Regions from separate parts of the Mus musculus genome. Here region 1 is linked to region 2. Evidence: chromatin contacts called from public Hi-C data. All regions are on one chromosome and are shown on one strand. Each heading gives the region's core, a stretch centred on a gene start, on an enhancer-like site or on the middle of the called end of the contact. The rest is flanking DNA. Distances are from core to core; before and after follow the strand shown. Region 1 overlaps Cwc27 (CWC27 spliceosome-associated protein). Region 2 overlaps Adamts6 (a disintegrin-like and metallopeptidase (reprolysin type) with thrombospondin type 1 motif, 6).

The links. A called contact is a pair of places that touch in the nucleus more often than the background predicts.
Region 1: a Hi-C map of liver shows a contact between it and region 2, with 2.5 times the contacts expected there. The contact joins two enhancer-like sites. A contact is called at or near these places in 4 of 484 Hi-C or Micro-C datasets (liver and nephron progenitors) and 2 of 115 datasets of contacts at active chromatin or transcription factors (cardiomyocytes and kidney).

Annotation. Positions count from the first base shown.
Region 1 is chr13:104,639,594-104,642,293 of GRCm38.p6, reverse strand. The region is part of intron 13 of Cwc27 (CWC27 spliceosome-associated protein); the gene reads left to right. Among named protein-coding and RNA genes, the nearest start is that of Cwc27, 180 kb to the left of the region's middle. Within about 2 kb of position 1,378, at least 29 of the 459 cell types and tissues checked have an H3K27ac peak or open chromatin away from gene starts, as enhancers often do. A contact at or near this core is called in liver, where this site is marked.
Region 2 is chr13:104,492,214-104,494,936 of GRCm38.p6, reverse strand. Adamts6 (a disintegrin-like and metallopeptidase (reprolysin type) with thrombospondin type 1 motif, 6) reads right to left here. Exons shown (of 25, transcript NM_001081020.2): 25 at 1-1,342. The coding sequence ends at 1,233. Among named protein-coding and RNA genes, the nearest start is that of Adamts6, 210 kb to the right of the region's middle. Within about 2 kb of position 1,281, at least 16 of the 459 cell types and tissues checked have an H3K27ac peak or open chromatin away from gene starts, as enhancers often do. A contact at or near this core is called in liver, where this site is marked.

The sequences.
Region 1 (2,700 bases), core at 129-2,628, 150 kb before region 2:
GCATTTGGGGAGTAAATAGGGATTGATGAGATCATAAGGGTGAACCCCCCCCCATGATGAGATTAGTGTTCCTATAAGAAGCAAGCCAGACTAGTCTTCCCCTCCATTCACCCACACTGTGTAAGGACATCTTAGAGCCCAAGGAGAGAGCCCTAGTCAGGTGAGTGTTGGCTTCTGTCTTCAAAGTGTGGAAAATTACATTTCTGTTTGTATACCACCATATCCATGGCATTGGGATATAGGCTAACCTGAGAAAAGCATTCATGAATCACATGGGTTAAAGTTAGATCCGGGCCCCTTTGCCATTTACAGAAGCCTTCAGATGGCATGGTGTGCAAGCCTTACTTGTGAGCACTGTGAAGTGTCTAGGCTGGGCCCTACCATCTTCTTCCCAGGTAAGAAAGCAGGCAGGAGAAGCAGGGTGACTTCCCCACAGCCACAGTGAGTGGCCCAAGCTCAGGTCTGACCTCATTCACAAAGGTTTCTGGAGAAAGTGTTGAAGTCAGAGCAGATTTTGAGGGCCAAGGCAATGGGAAAAGATTTTAGGAAGAAGTGGTAATTAAACTGGACTTTGATAGGACCAGGAAAGGAGGGGACAGAACCTTGTAGAAAAGTAACACGGACAAAAGTGAGGTGCAGCCTGCAGAACAGTGTGCTCCTTCAAAGACTCAGATGGAAGCAACACTTGGAAACTGTTTCGTCGTGCTGAAATTTGTATTTACAAACAAAGGCTGTTTCTGCCTTTCAAACCATTACCCAAATCATTTAGGTTTGTGTTCTGGAGTCCAAAGAATGACGAACTTAAATAATAACCAGGAGCTATTTAGTTGGGTTTCTTAAGAATTCTAATAGGGAAATGGGAAGTCCTCACAACATGCAAACAAGTTATGTTGTAACAAATTATGTGTATGTTCTCAAAGAGTAACAAGGTCATTCAAACCAAGAAGAAGGCTGGCTGAGGACACTAAATGCATTTTCCCACACTTCCAAGCTAAGCAAACAGGAGCAGATGTTAATCTTTAAGCAGTTTAACTGGCCCATGTGAGACAGGTCAGCACTGGATTACTATAACACAGTGTACTATCTGTACAAATACCTTGCCTCACCTTTTTAGTACTAACTAGCCCTTTTCTTTGTTAGAAAGTTGAAAGGGTGAACTGCTTGCCTGAAAATGAAGTTTATACAGTGGTTAATTGCTAAATAATTTGGTATTGAATTAAAACTATCAAGAAAATCAGTATCCTAGCCAAAGTGGTTTTTCCCGAGGTGATGGGAATCCCAGAAAATTGGACGTGTTCGCAGGCACTTATCAGCAGCATTTTTCTGGCCAAGCATTGCTGCATGATGAGGTACAGAGGCCAGTGAAACAGAGCCTCTGTTCTTCAGAGCACTGTGACCCAGAGAGGCAGGGTTGCACCACCCTGAAAATGGCTGGAGCTATGGACAAGACTCAGGGGCACCAGGAGAGGATCTCCTCGCTGCTGGAGAAAGCGGGCCAGGCCCAGCAGGAGCCAGGGTGGTGGCACAGCTAATGGGAGGCAGAGAGAGTGAAGTCTTGGAAATACAGAAGCAGCAAGGAGGTTGCAGGGAGTGGAGATTCTCCAGGAAGCTACAGAGAGTCTGGCATATCTGAAATGAAAGATGGGGATCGTGCAGAGCATGGTGTGGCAAACAAGAGCCAGACTAAAGAAGGGATATGAGAAATTGGGGGTCCTTTTGTATACAGTAGACCAAGGGCTTTAAACCAGAAGGGCTTTTACAGCTAGATTGGCTGTGTGTTTGCAGCAGGGTGTGGGGGGAAGCAGGGATAAATAAATAAATATAGACATAAGACAGAAAGAGGAAAGAAAGATAGAGAAAGAGAGACAGAGAGGGATCCATGGACCACAATGTAAACCTTAGTAATTTGACCCCTGACATAATCAGACACCCATGCTCATAAGAGTGGTCCTCGGCCCTGCTTCTGCCCCTCAGGTGCCTTCAGCTAAATATGGCCATAGCTAGGTCCTCATCTAAGTAGAACAAATAGGAGCTGGGACTGGAAAATACGTATTTAAGACAGTAACAGGATTCATAGTAGAAGTTGATTCTGTTTTTAAGCACTTTTCTCCCAAAGATGTACCCTTGTTGGTGGGGTGGGAGATGGGGGGGAAGGGTAGCACACGGATTGGGGGGAGTGGTGAAAGACGTTAAAAGCCAGTCTGGGGTGCCCACATGATCCTCCCTTTATAGCTACATTGTAATGTCTTGCACAGCAGAATAAGCAGTACCCATTGTAACTTCTTACCAGACCTAGCACAGAATAAGCAGTACCCATTGTAACTTCTTACTAGACCTAGTACAGAATAAGCAGTACCCATTGTAACTTCTTACTAGACCTAGTACAGAATAATCAGTACCTATTGTAACTTCTTACTAGACCTAGCACAGAATAAGCAGTACCCATTGTAACTTCTTACTAGACCTAGTACAGAATAATCAGTACCCATTGTAACTTCTTACTAGACCTAGTACAGAATAATCAGTACCCATTGTAACTTCTTACTAGACCTAGTACAGAATAATCAGTACCCATTGTAACTTCTTACTAGACCTAGCACAGAATAAGCAGTACCCATTGTAACTTCTTACTAGACCTAGTACAGACTTCACTTTTGACTGATTCCTGAGGTTAACAATCCGTCTCTGCAAATAAAAGCC
Region 2 (2,723 bases), core at 32-2,531:
AGCTTTTCTTCTTTGGTTGTTATCCTTCCCTACTTTAAAACTCACAGAAACAGCACATTTATATGCAAGCAAACTCACCTGTTTCCCCACTCAGGAATGTCTGCACACACACACACATACACACACGTATACACTTGCTCTCATATAAATAAATGCCCTTCTACCATATCAAAGAAGGGACATCTGGAACCCATCGGACTGTCAGCAAATGGTAAAGGGCCTGCCTGGTTATTACTAAGCCAGCTTATCTTTCCGCATGGCATCATCTCCATAAGCTCACCATGCATGCAACAGCCGAGCAGGGCAGAAGCTGATCTGTGGCTGGTGGGGATGTAAACACGAAGGAGTCTCGGTGACTCAAATAAGGCATCCCACTGACGGCTGCAAGGGCCTGGTGCTTCAGTCTCTGCCATGCCTTAGGTCTGGCTTCTGCATGAAATTGAAATGTTTTTCTCTTAAAGTTTTAATGGAAATCTCAGCCTCCCTTGCACAATGGCAAGTTGGCCACAGACTCTTAGCACTGAGTTTATAGACTTGCACAGCTGCAGCAATTGCTGCGCAGCTTCAAACCAAGTCCCTCACTGTTTAATAGAGTTTATACATGGCTCACAGCAGTGCTCAGAACAGGGGTTATTCCTAAGGAAACTGAGTGGGACAAAGAAAAATAATACACACTTTCATTACTTTTGATTTATAATTGTTTCTTAAATTACAGTTTAAAGCCCATTTTATAATTTAAATCGTGGTGCTATTGTGGTGTGATAAAGAGTAGTAAATATTTTTAAGCTATGACTTAAGAATTCTGAATCTCTTCTACTTTCATAGTTAACCAAGTCATAATAACTACATTTTAAACAGTCTTAAATACAAATGGATTCAGTGTCATTGCTAAGTCCATAATAAAAATTATCTTAATGGTCCAGGGAGGTAAACAGGCTGTTAGATTTACTCGAAAGAACACAAACGCTCCACAGTAAGCAAGTTTCCTGTGTTGTTTGGATCTCTCAGATCTGGCAGTCCCTCCTGATACCGTGTCCAGCACTTTGGATCAATAAATCCCACTTCACAGAAGTTAAAATAATATTGAAATCCTGTCAGCTGGGGCTGACCAGTGGTTACATTTTCCACAGGGTAATGCTTTTGTAAGGACATCCATCCACTTCCTCTGGGTGGTTCTCTTTGATGGACGCATTTCCACGATGAAATGACAGGACTCTCTGGCTTTCTGCGGGTCAGTGTCCTTGGCAGGTCTTACAACACATCTGTCTGAAGTATGCTCGACTGCAGAACTTGAACTTCAGCACCAGTGGGCAATAAGCCACTTTGTTCACATCTTTGCACTCTAGCAAATGGAGGCAGAAAGTGGGAAACAATTAGAGTCACATAAACAAGCTGATAAGCCTGCCCAGCTAACAGGGATGCCACTGGCTGATCTACCTTCACGTGTATGTTCCTGTGACTTTTTTAAAAAAAGATTTTGTTTTTGTTTTTAAGCACACTGTCTGGAACAGCCTACCAGAAACATTCTTTTGGTATATTTTAACACAATTTTTAAAAAATGCAAGGCTTTTCTCCCAGACTTTTATAAGTGTGGTGCATGCCCACTGTGTCTTGAAAGAATTGCCATTTGTTGGGATGAGTGATCATTTTAGACATCTTGGACACATGAGTCATTTTTCTTACAGTGCTTTTATTGCTTCTTTCTCAAGGGTTATTTTATTCAATGTGTAAGGTTATCCAGAATCAAACATGAGTTACATTGTTTGATACTGAAGTCCACACGTCTCTCAGTAATACTGCATGCAAAGGATGGCAGACAGTGGTCTGGACCCAGCAGCTCCACTACCAGAAGGAGAGCTGTGAGGGGCTGGCCTCCGAGGACAGCAGCCTGTGGGCTTTGGAAACGTAGAAACGTCTTTTTTTTTTTTTTTAATTTGGAAGTGAGCTATGGCCTTCTTTGCTCCTGTTTGTATTTTCTCACCAGTGTTAGAGTGCCCACAGCTGCAGTATGCAGCTCTTGCAACCAGAAGGTGAACGAGTCTTTCCCTCACCTCCCACGGGGACTGAGCATTTTGACAGAAGCCACACCTTCCTCTTCCATCAGTACAACACATTACTGCAAAGGTGACTCCTCTCCAGTATTATAGTTATTTTATTTGGGGGTTTAAAATTATTTGGGAACACAGTAATTAAATTTTCACATTCCTCCACCGGATTATACTGAAGTATCCTGAGAAACTACTTAAGGCAATTCAGACTCCTGCATTTTAAACAGTGCAAAAGTTGAAAGATGTAAGGAGGGGCATGAAGACGTCACATTTAAGCTTGCACTGAGAAAGGAAATCAGACGGCAGTGCACCATCTTCTGCAGAGTGGAGAACGGTAAGTGGAGGAGACAGAAGTGCTGCTGCTGTCACTGGTAATTAGGGATTAGTGTCCCTCATGCCTGACTTTAGGAAGGAAGCAAGAGGATGAACGGTAACCTTCTCAATGAAGATACAGATTTCAATCACTGCTGAGAAAATATTGCCCCCAGAGACACAAATCAGCTTGGAGACCAAAGAGAGAGCAATATTCTTTGGGTTACAACTTTATTGGAAGAATCATGACTCCATTTTTGGAAGATATGTTAGATCTGGAAAATTGAGTTGAGCAAAATGTGAGTAAATACAGACATTTTAACCCTTTGATTTCGACTTTGTGAACAGATTTTTTAAAATGTA